Linked DNA regions of Mus musculus: all the other regions are linked to region 1. The links are chromatin contacts, called in public Micro-C and promoter capture Hi-C maps. All regions are on one chromosome and are shown on one strand. The core of a region is the stretch at or near the end of the contact, and the rest is flanking DNA. Distances in the headings are between cores, read along the strand shown. Region 1 holds the start of Bdkrb1 (bradykinin receptor, beta 1). Region 2 has its middle 17 kb from the start of Bdkrb2. Region 3 holds the start of Bdkrb2 (bradykinin receptor, beta 2).

Region 1 (3,462 bases), core at 593-3,092:
GGAGCTCCCTGTTCCGAGTTAGGGTCACTTAGAGCTTTGCAAGCTCCTTCTGGGCTGGGTCTGCAGCTACCTCACCTCTGCCCTCCTCAGCGTCCGCCTAGGAAGGTCTGGGTGAATGGAAGCATAAAACCCGGCGCTTGCTGGGTGCTTGTATAAGTTTCCTGCCGTTGCTGTAGGAATAACCACAAACTTGGCAAATCAGAGCACAACTTTATTCTCTCACCATCATGGGGGACACGGCTGAAGTCAGCATGTTGGCCAGGCTGGGTTTTTTTTTTTTTTTTTTTTTTTCTGGAGGTTCCAGAGAGGATGTCTGTCTGTGTTCTTTTTTTTTTCCAGCCTCTAAGGGTGCCTGCCATCCTGGCTGGTGGTCCATTCCTCACAATTCTCTGACCTCTGCTTCTGACCTCACACATTCCAGCCCTTTCTAATCCCATCTTAAAAGGACCTCTGTGGCTGTTCTCGCTCTGCCTCTGAAAAGCTTCAGGATCAGCCTAATCTCCGGATCCTTATTAAGTGCATCTGCGAGGTCCCGGCTACCCTGTCCTCCGGCTACCCTGTCCTCCGATTACTCTGTCCTCCGGCATCTTTGTGGGCTGTGGCTCAGCCAACCAGATGGTCCCTATGATAGCAGAGACGGTTGGTCAAGAAGCCAGGCTTCTTGGCTCAATGCTGTTTCAATTCCAGCAGGACAGTTGGAAGAGTTCTTTCCTACTGGGCAATACCGGCATTTTATAAAGAGGTGCATCACTTATAAAGTTCCCAGAACCCTGGTCTTAAAGAGCCGGCCTGCAAAGACATAAATCAGTGGGTTCAGGCAGCTGTTGACAAAAGCAAAGAAGTTGGCCAGCTGCAGGCCCAGGTCTGTGAGCTCCTTCCAGAAGCAGTCCTGGATCACTCTCACCTGGACCAGGAAATCCAGGAAGGCAAAGAAGTGGTAAGGGGCCCAGCAGACCAGGAAGGAGGCTACCAGTGTGAGGATCAGCCCCATTGTCTTGCTGTCCTTGGGTCCCCCACACCGGGTTCTGCTGGCCTCCTTCTGTCCTCTCAGGGAGGCCAGGATGTGAAAGTTGAAGTAGAGGATGGCAGCCAATGGGAGGAGGAAACCCAAAACGTTCAACTCCACCATCCTTACAAAGTGCCAAGCTTCGTGGGGGAAAAGCAGGATGCAGGCAGAGATGTTCAGATCAGGGACGACTTTGACGGAACGCAGAAGGAACGTGGGGGTGCTCAAGAGGCCCCCAGCTACCCAGATGAGCAGGCAGGTCACTTGGGCTTGCCGTCGCCGCCGGTTCCCCCAGCTGGTCATGGGGTATACCAGCAACCTGTAGCGGTCCTGACTGATGGCCACCACCAGGAAGATGCTGATGAACAGGTTGGCCTTGATGACCCCGCTGACCACCCGGCAGAGGTCACTTCCAAAGGGCCAGTTGAAACGGTTCCCAACGTTCTCTGCCCAGAAGGGCAGGCCCAGCACAAACACCAGATCAGAAGCTGCCAAGTTAGCCAGGTAGATTTCTGCTATGGTTAGGCGCTGCCGCCGCTGCTGCCACCATCGTCGCCAAGGCAAAAGGAAGAAGGACAGGACTAAAAGGTTCCCCAGGAGGCCAAAGAAACAGACAGTGATGACAAACCCTGGCAGCACCCGACACAGCAGATCCCAGGCTTCCGGGGCGCCCTCGCAGGAGGTGATGTTGGGAGGGGCCTGCTGGCTTTGGTTAGAAGGCTGTAGCTTCAGCGAGGCCTGGGACGCCATCCACAGGAACCTGAAATTGACAGAGAGTATAGGAGGCCAAGCCCAGCTGTGGTCTATCCCAGACAATAAAGTTTTATTGGCACACAGCCATACTCAATGCTTATATATAGAGCATCTGTGACGATTTTCGTGCGTTATGATGGCAGACCAGAACGGGCACAGCACAGCCTGTCTAGTCTGCAAAACTGACAATATTTACTACCAGTTTCTGTAGAGAAAGAGAGGACTGACCTCTAGGTTAAAAGAGGGATCTAGTAGGAGCTGGAGAAAGCGCTTATTGGTTAAAAATTCCGGCTGCTCTTCCAGAGGACCAGAGTTTGTGTGCCAGCAATCCACATGGTAGCTCACAACCATCTGTAACTTCAGTCCCAGGGGATCTGGTGTCCTCTTCTGTCCTCCACAGGCATTGCATGCATACAGTGCACATACATATACACAGGCAAAACGGGTCAGGCGTGGTGGCACACACCTTTAGTCAGACAGAGCACTCCCACAGGCAGAGATGGGATCTCTGTGAGTTCTAGGCCAGTCTGGTCTACATAGTGAGTTCCAGGACAGCAAGGGCTAGGTAGAGACCTATCTCAACTCTCTCTCTCTCTCTCTCTCTCTCTCTCTCTCTCTCTCTCTCTCTCACACACACACACACACACACACACACACACGGATTGTTAAATCCCTAACCAGAGGCTGGGTATAGTGGTTCACACCTGCATATCCAGAGCTGAGGAGCCTGAAGCAATTTGGGGGTGAACAGGAAAGAGTCTGTCTCAAAACTGCAACAACAACAAAAAGCCACCCCCTCCCAAACCCAGAAACATACCCAAACAGACCAGACATAGGATAAAAATCCTTTTAAAATGAACGGTTGAAGCCTATCTCTTCTGCCAGGCCGTAAGTCAACAAGAACACTTTCTGTTTGTTGTCTTTTGCTAAGAGACCTGCTCTACGGTTCCATTTAACAGTCCTGAGAAGAAAACAGATTGCTATAGACTTACCCAGACAGAAAAACAAAGAGCTCACAGCTTCAGCTGGGGTTTTGTATGGAGACAGCTGTCTTAGGAGGTTTCTGTCCTGGGCAGCTCTCTGGACACATACTGGTCTTAAATGAAACCACCTCTTTTCCCATGATGTCACAGGGGATTACCCGAAAAGTGAGTCTTTCAAGCCAGAGGAGGCTGAGGTTTGGAAGGGGCCGTGGCGCCGCCTTTCACTCGCTCGCTTAGGGATAGTAGGAGGTTCTTCGACTACCTTTTTGCACTTTCTCCACTGACATTTTTGGCCTGTTGAGTTTGCCTAGCTGCTGTGTGTTGGCAAACAGGCCCTGAAGACACATTTCAGTGTGGCCAATACTCTCAAGGCTCACCCCTGGCGGGATGTTGAGTGATGGCTTCCCCTGATTCCCCGTTGGCTCCAGGAGGTCTGGGATTTGGCCACAGGTTCTTGGGAGCACACTAGGACAACCCATCTTGAATTTGAGCAGTGAAGGACACACAGCCAAGAATCCATCAGTGTGGACCCCATTGTACAAACAGTGAGTTCGGGAAAAAGTTTGACTCATGCAGGGCTCAGAGTTGAGTAAGATCAGCCGCACTTTTCCTAATCCTTGCTGACGGCTCTGGGTTTGGTTTGGGTGTGAGTTGGCATCCATGAAGCTGAGCTACCCTAGGCCTGGCTGTGAGAGATGCAGAAATTCCTGGCTTTCTCTG
Region 2 (3,462 bases), core at 376-2,875, 58 kb after region 1:
TACCCATTGATGGGTTGGATCATTGAGTAACTCGGAGCCCTAATGAGCTCATTGTCTCTGGAAACACCATCTGTGCTCAGATCCACCTCAAGGTGTGAGTTGACAACACCCTGAACATCTCTAATCAAGGCGACCATCCAGGTCAACCATCACAAAGTGGGTCAGATCCCAGAACACATGATTCTGAGACAGAAACTCACAAACACATTCTTCTGTGTCTGCCTGTCTCCTGTGAGAGGTACTCAGGCCACCCCTCTGAGGTAGCCAGTGGCAACACATGGCCACCAACTGCAGCTGGACGCACTTTTGCAGGAGGGACACTGACTGAATCACCAGCATGAGAGAGCATGCACTAGGCTGCGCTCCTTCCAAAGCAGACAGAGAGGGAGGGTTTGTGTGCAGGACATCAACTTAGGGGTGACCCTGTGGGAAATGGAGGGGCACGGAGAGACGCCAGGAAGGAGAAAGCTGTGTAAAAACATCTTCTGAATCTGAGATGGCCAGGGATGCTAGGAGCTGCCTAGCAACAGGACCTAGCAGGGAGGGAGTTAAACCATCTGAGAAATGTGGGCCAAGGGACTTACAGGAGGATGGTTTCTGCACTAGGATTTCCATAGAGCCTCTGTCCCCAGTGATTCTTTGCTGCACCCTGTGAGTGCCCCTAGGGATCATGAGCTGCAGCTGCTGGGATGCTCAGACAGGAAGTGAGGGACACCACAGCACAGCTCAGAGCCTGAGCAGAACAGAGCCCGGTCATGTCGGTGTTGGCTGCTTCAAGCAGGTGAGGCCAAATACCTGGGCCAAGTCCCTTTCAGGTTCTTGTCACCACCCCATGCATTTATTTCCTGGTGGCCTCTGTGGCTTTCTTCTCCTCGGGAGCTTTTCAGTGTTGGCTTCTGCTGCGGCTGTTGGCTCTTCTGAGACTCAAGTCCGAATTTTCCAGCCCACTTTCCAAAACGGATGGGTGGTTCCCCTCACCTGTGTGGAGCATCAGTGACCGATCTGCTAACCTGTGGGTCGAACTTCCCTTGGAAGGCTCAAGATGCCCGTTTTGACCTCTGGCAAACGTGATCTTAGAAACCGAATGGATCAGGGCACTCCTACTCATGGTCCCAGAGAGACAGAAGGCCTTTGCCGAGGGGGCAACTCTTGGGGAGGAGGACAGGGGTCACTAGACCTTAGCAGGTCCATGTCCTGAGCATGGTTTCTCCGTTGGAAGAGAGGCCAGGGTGAGGGGACTCAGTCTGTCTCTGACTCAGGCATGACGATTCCCACGTGGCTAGGAGCTGGAAAAACACTGGTATCATCAGACCAGATGAATTTCATCCCGGTGATGAAACAGAACTCAGACCCCAGGAAGCAGATGAATGCAAAGACTTTGATTCTCTCTCTCTCTCTCTCTCTTTTCTCCCTTCCCTCCTACTCTCTGTGTTTCTTTGCCTTTCTCTTCTTTTCTTCCTAGATCCTCGTTGGTTTTTCAAGGCCAAGATGCAGAAGAAGAAAGTGAGTGTGGACATCACACAGCCACAGGATTCCTGACATCCTTTGCCCAGTCACCAACTTCCCAGGGTAGCAACCCCGGGCCACAGAGGTTACACAGGCAATTATTATCAGTGAGTTTACTCACCTCTGCCAATAGAAAGCAAACAGGGAGGCTGGGATGAGACCCGGAAGCGTTGGGAATGAGGTGGGTGGGAGAAAGCGAAATCTGGGAGGGGCGGCAGCGCCTATGAGGGTGAAAGGTCACGGGTGGGGTTGCCGGTGTCGACAGCGTGCTTTCTGTAAGTCATCACTCAAGTTGAGCAATGTGGAGGAATTGATCTCAGTGTTAGCCATGCAATCAAAGTGTGTGGTCCAAGAAGGCAGAGCGCTCCCTCTGGACTCAATTAGAGGCACCCACGGGAATGACAAAAGACACCATCTGCTCAGTCTTTTAAGATGGAGCTCAACCTGCTGTGTGCCCCAGGCACAGGCAGGGGCTCCAGTGAAGCTGGCTTTCCTGGCTCTTTTACAGGAGATGTACAGTTTTGGGAGGGACAGGCTTCAAATGTGCGTGATTACAAAAGACTGTTGAGCCACTTCTGGGATAAGTGTGGCGTGAGATCGTGAAAGGAAGTGACACTCAGTTGCTGTCGTTAGAGCCAGGTTTATTTGAGGAGCAGTGGGGATAGATTTCCAGATGAAGCAGCTGTGCAAGGCCCCTGTGACCCGACTCCTGAGCAGCTCATGGGTGGATGAAAATAGCAGCTTGTCTATGAGAGCCAGAAGTTTAAAGCGAGATGTGTGGGGTCCAAGGGGTGTTACAACCAAATCTGGGTGCTCAAGTGAGGGAAAAGTGTCAAAAAGCGATGGAAAGGGACTTGGACTTTGTCCTAGGGGTCTGAGAGCTCTGACAGACCCAGAGGGTGGTGTGTGTGTGTGTGTGTGTACAGGGTTGTCTGTGTGCACACATGCATGCATGTGTGTGTGTGTGTGTGAAAGAGAGAGAGAGAGAGAGAGAGGGAGAGAGAGAGAGTCAGGGCTCTCTATAGAAACAGAACCAATTGTATGTGTGTGTGCATGTGTATGTACATATACATATACATACACATACACATACACATACACATACACATACACATACATATACACATACATATACATACATATACATACATATACATATGGAGGCTTATTGAAAGGAATTGGCTCATGACTGTAAAGGCCAACAAGTCTGAAATCTGTAGATGGGTCACCAGGCTGAAGACCTGGTTCAAAAGCTTCCTGCGACAGCATTCTGTCTTGCCCAGGGACCCTGGTGTTTTGTTCTATTGGGGCCGTCAGCTGATGGGACAAGTTCCACCCACATTACAGAGGGCAATGTGCTCTATTCAGAGCCTGCTGATTCCAAAGCTACTCACATTCAGGCTAACCTCACAGACACATCTCGGGTAATAGCAGACCACATAGCTGGGCGCCAACGCCTAGTCAAGTTGACCAGGACACTTAACATCAGAATGTTATCAGTGGAATGTGTCACATGATCAGAACTGCGTTTCTGGGACCTCATGGCTATGGTGGGAAGAATGTGTTGGTACAGGGCCATGTGGAGAAGTGGAGAAAGGAGTGGCCCCCAGGAGGGGTCGGGTGTCTGGAGTGAGGATGAGAGATGGAGAAGGACATCCTACTCTGACTGCCTCTAACGGAAGCACTTGCTGAAGAAATAGGAGCAGAGTGAGGATGCTAGGGTACTCAAGATGCTAGGGTACTCAAGATGCTAGGATACCCAGGATACTAGGGCACCCAGGATGCTAGGGTACTCAAGATGCTAGGGTACCAGGGATGCTAGGGTACTCAAGATACTAGGGTACCCAGGATGCTAGGGCACCCAGGATGCTAGGGTACCAGGGATGCTAGGGTATTCAAGATACTAGGGTACCCAGGATGCTAGGGTACCTGGGATGCTAGGGTACTAGGGATGCT
Region 3 (3,462 bases), core at 698-3,197, 41 kb after region 1:
AGCTTTCCCTGAGAACAGCTCTAGGTTCACAGAAAACGAAAGGGGAAAGTTCAAAGGGTTCTCATCTAACCCACCCCATCCCTCCTGACCCTATGTGTATCATCATAGACTTTATGCGCTTTCTCCAGCATGTCACGGGGTGCTCACAATGTCAGCTTCCCAAACCAGCTGCTTTAACTTGACATCAGGCCGTGTGTTCTCAGTGCTCTCAGTGTGAGCACTGCAGCTGTCCATTCAGCAAACCTTTATTCATGTATTCAGCAAATAGCGGCTATGGGGCCCAGTTCTAAAGCAGTCAACTGTCCATCCCATGATTGAGATATAGAGGTGCGGGTCCCACCTTCATTCTGGAAGCCGAGCCCCCTTGGCAATCTATATGACTCTCCCTCGACCCATGTGGTCCCTTACAGGCCACACCTGAGCAGCAGAGAAGGGTAGCCCTAATGTCACTCTAAGACACCCTGAAATTCTTGTCCAGCCAGTCACTGTGTTAGCAGAAGTCAGACGGTCCAGTTATTCTGGGTTTGATCCCGTTTGCTTGGAGCAGCATCCTTACACAGGCTCAGTCAATCCATCTTTTCATTTTTTTAAAGGTGACACAGCCCGCCTCCCATGAAGTTATGGGAGTCCCTTGGCAATGTAAGAAGGACTTGGTGAAGTTGTGACCTTCTCCAGACTCAGTTTCCCCATCTGTGCTGGGGGCCTTGCAGGGTGTGATTACAGGGGATTTTTCTTTCCCCCCTAACACATCAAGCGGCAGTGCGCAAGTTCAGGATAGAGCTGTCATGGACTCCTAGGGTCCACTGCCAGGCAAGCACAGGAGTTTTTCCACTTTTAATATTTTCTCCAGCCCCCCTTTCCTGCCTGCCCCTGCCCCGATCCAAGCGGAGGAAAACAGCAAACTCCGCTCCCGAGTCTCACAACTGTGGGGGTGTTCCCAACACCCACACTGCTGTTAGGGCACAGCGGGGGACCAGATTCTCTACAAGCCCTTCTCTGACACAGAAGGGCCAGGAGTTGTGTCTGGCATGGCACCACACCCACACTCGGCAGAGCTCCTGCTTCCTGTGGAGGGCTGGAGAGAGCCACAGGCAGCCTGTGACTCAGGAAGGCGCATTCTAACCTGCCTAACCCGCGAGCATCACTGCTGCACCCAACACAGAGGCCACGGAGCTACCAACCAGCAACCTGGGTAACGCAAATTGCACACGTGGCGCGCCGCGCCGCCGTGGGGAGATCGCATTTCTGTCTGCATTAAAAGGAGCCGCCGAGTCTTCTTTGTGGCCCTGGTCCCGAGATATAAAATCTTCGCCAACTATGTTACCCATGGGGTAAAAGCGGAGCTGCGATTTGAACCCAAGACAACACACCAAGCTCACCCATAAGCACTACCTTGATGGAAGAACAGGGCAGGGGACACTAAGTATTTGTGGATTAAAGCTGCCACCACTGGCCCAGATGAGGCGCAACAGACAAAGTCTCCTTTCTGTATTAATCTCCGCCAAACACTTTGCAGACAGAGAAAACAAGGCCTAGAGACGTGACAGCGACTCTCCGGGGGTCACAAAATACCATCAGTGGCTCAGTGAATAAAAAGCCGGACTCTGGACACCTGTCCTGCTGCCTGGCGCTCACTCCTTTAGCCCATGGTGTCTACATGAAACCTATAAAACTCAAACCACTGGTCGCTCACAGGGAAAAGATGAGCTGGAACAGGCAAGGCAAACCCCCTGCCTGTAAGCATCTGTAATCCTTCCTCGCTTCATTTCTCAGACCTAGGGGAGGAAGGAATCTTCCTCCAGTTCCCCGAGACTCAATTTCAGCTGGGATAGTTGCGCTCTCCATTAACGAGCCCATGCCGGAAACTCACCTTTTCTCAAGCGAGCCGGTTCTGTGTTGTAGGGAGTCCCTCGGTCCAGGTTCAGCGGCTGCCTGACACGCCTTCCCAACAGCCCTACTATCCACTCCCCTGAGGAGCGAAGCTGGAGTGGCACGGGGAACAGCTCATCTTTCAAGGGCTGGCCGGTGATGTCATCACTCTCCTGGGCACCTCCCCCCTCCACCTCTAGTCCAGATCAGCTCCAGGCTCCCTCCGGGATCAGCAGCAGTTCTTAGCGGTGGTGCTTTTGGACCTCCTAGCTGCGGAGGCCAAATCAGGATGGCCACAGGTTGTCCCCCGTGGGTGCAGACCATGGTCGGGTCCCGGAGCCTAGGCTGGTAAATGTTTCCCCTGCAGCTCGAACAGCCACGGAGACCACGTGAATGCCTGTGTTTAACACAACACTGTTTACCGTGACAGGGTCTCCTGAAGTGATTGTTTTGCTCCTGAGTTTTAGGTGCAAACAGTGGGCATTTACAGAGGATGTAAATAGAAGGCAGCCAGTTGGGATGGAGGGTTTCTGAACGTGTTTTTTATTTTGCTTTGGCCGTGCACAACTCCCAGGGGTGCTGAGGCAGAAACTAGGATACAACTCAGACAAGGGACACACTGCTGGCCAAGTCCTTGAGTGAGCTGTGTGCTGGCCCCTGCCAGATACGGGACTTCCTCTGGGGAATTTAGAAGCAGTTTCTTCCTCTCCTTCTAAGCTCTGTCTTTTTTCATTTTCTTTGAAGATCTGCTAAAGACCCATTGCGCTTTCCTCTCCAGATGAGAGGAGGATGCAGGGAAGATCAGAGACCAGTCCAGAGAGAGCCTAGGGTTCCAGGAATGCACACAGACAGAGCTCCAGCAGCTGTCCCCCTGTCCCTGACCAAATAGGGATGGGGCAGCGGCAGAGGTCGTGAATCCAACCCTGTCTTGGCTTCAGACTGACTGAAATGAGTCAAAGCTCTTGTGACCTGAGTGTCCCATTGCCCCATCTGCACCTCTGGCCTGTCTGACCACAGGGAGCTTCCGAGGCATGGGACCTCTGGTCCACTTGGGTGAGTGAGCCTGTGATCTGGCTAAGATGATGCTGTGTGCCTACCCACTCGTGCAGGGGAAACCACCACAGCCCTGAAGGGTCACAAGGGAAGGGTCCTTCATGAGCTTTGCAGAGCAGACAGAAGCTGAGTGGTGATTCACAGAAACCAAGGCTGCAGGGTCTAGAGTCAGAGGTCTGCTTAGCTCTCCATATTGGGAAGCAGACTCAAAACCAAGAACAATGCCCCCCCTCCCCCAAAGCCCCACTATCTTGCCCTCATTCTGTAGAGTGCTGGTTGGTCTGGAGTGACAGACTCCGTTCACGTTCCAAACTCTTTTCTTGCTGGGTTTTCTGATGGGAAGCACTTGACCTTTTCACCTCGAAGCCAGATCCTCAGCAGCTCGGAAGAGTCCTATACCACGAGAACATCAGAGTTGATAATTCCCAGGTTAGCTAGCCCCATCTGTCACCCCGACAGAAGCTGCCCCTACTGGTCTGACTTGCTGTCGTGAACGCTAGTGTGGCACTGGAAGAAGTCTTCTCTTGTAAGTCACCTGGA

The links. A called contact is a pair of places that touch in the nucleus more often than the background predicts. Capture Hi-C pulls out chosen DNA fragments and counts their contacts.
Region 2: a contact with region 1 is called in a Micro-C map of muscle stem cells, with 2.2 times the contacts expected there. The contact joins the enhancer-like site here to the promoter of Bdkrb1 in region 1. A contact is called at or near these places in 2 of 39 promoter capture datasets (both in the C10 cell line), 2 of 15 datasets of contacts at CTCF or cohesin (large pre-B cells and pro-B cells), 2 of 484 Hi-C or Micro-C datasets (cortical neurons and muscle stem cells), 2 of 115 datasets of contacts at active chromatin or transcription factors (embryonic stem cells and large pre-B cells) and 3 of 9 other capture datasets (adipose tissue, liver and pancreatic islet).
Region 3: a promoter capture Hi-C map of adipose tissue shows a contact between it and region 1. The contact joins the promoter of Bdkrb2 here to the promoter of Bdkrb1 in region 1. A contact is called at or near these places in 7 of 39 promoter capture datasets (the C10 cell line, cranial neural crest, embryonic stem cells and 4 more), 1 of 15 datasets of contacts at CTCF or cohesin (pro-B cells), 3 of 484 Hi-C or Micro-C datasets (B cells, muscle stem cells and nephron progenitors), 1 of 115 datasets of contacts at active chromatin or transcription factors (embryonic stem cells) and 3 of 9 other capture datasets (adipose tissue, liver and pancreatic islet).

What each region holds. Positions count from the first base shown.
Region 1 is chr12:105,602,471-105,605,932 of GRCm38.p6, reverse strand. Bdkrb1 (bradykinin receptor, beta 1) reads right to left here and starts at 1,842. Exons shown (of 1, transcript NM_007539.3): 1 at 422-1,842. The coding sequence starts at 1,756. The coding sequence ends at 752.
Region 2 is chr12:105,544,559-105,548,020 of GRCm38.p6, reverse strand. No RefSeq gene overlaps it. Among named protein-coding and RNA genes, the nearest start is that of Bdkrb2, 17 kb to the left of the region's middle. Within about 2 kb of position 1,625, at least 42 of the 459 cell types and tissues checked have an H3K27ac peak or open chromatin away from gene starts, as enhancers often do. A contact at or near this core is called in embryonic stem cells and muscle stem cells, where this site is marked.
Region 3 is chr12:105,561,657-105,565,118 of GRCm38.p6, reverse strand. Bdkrb2 (bradykinin receptor, beta 2) reads right to left here and starts at 1,947. Exons shown (of 3, transcript NM_009747.2): 1 at 1,871-1,947.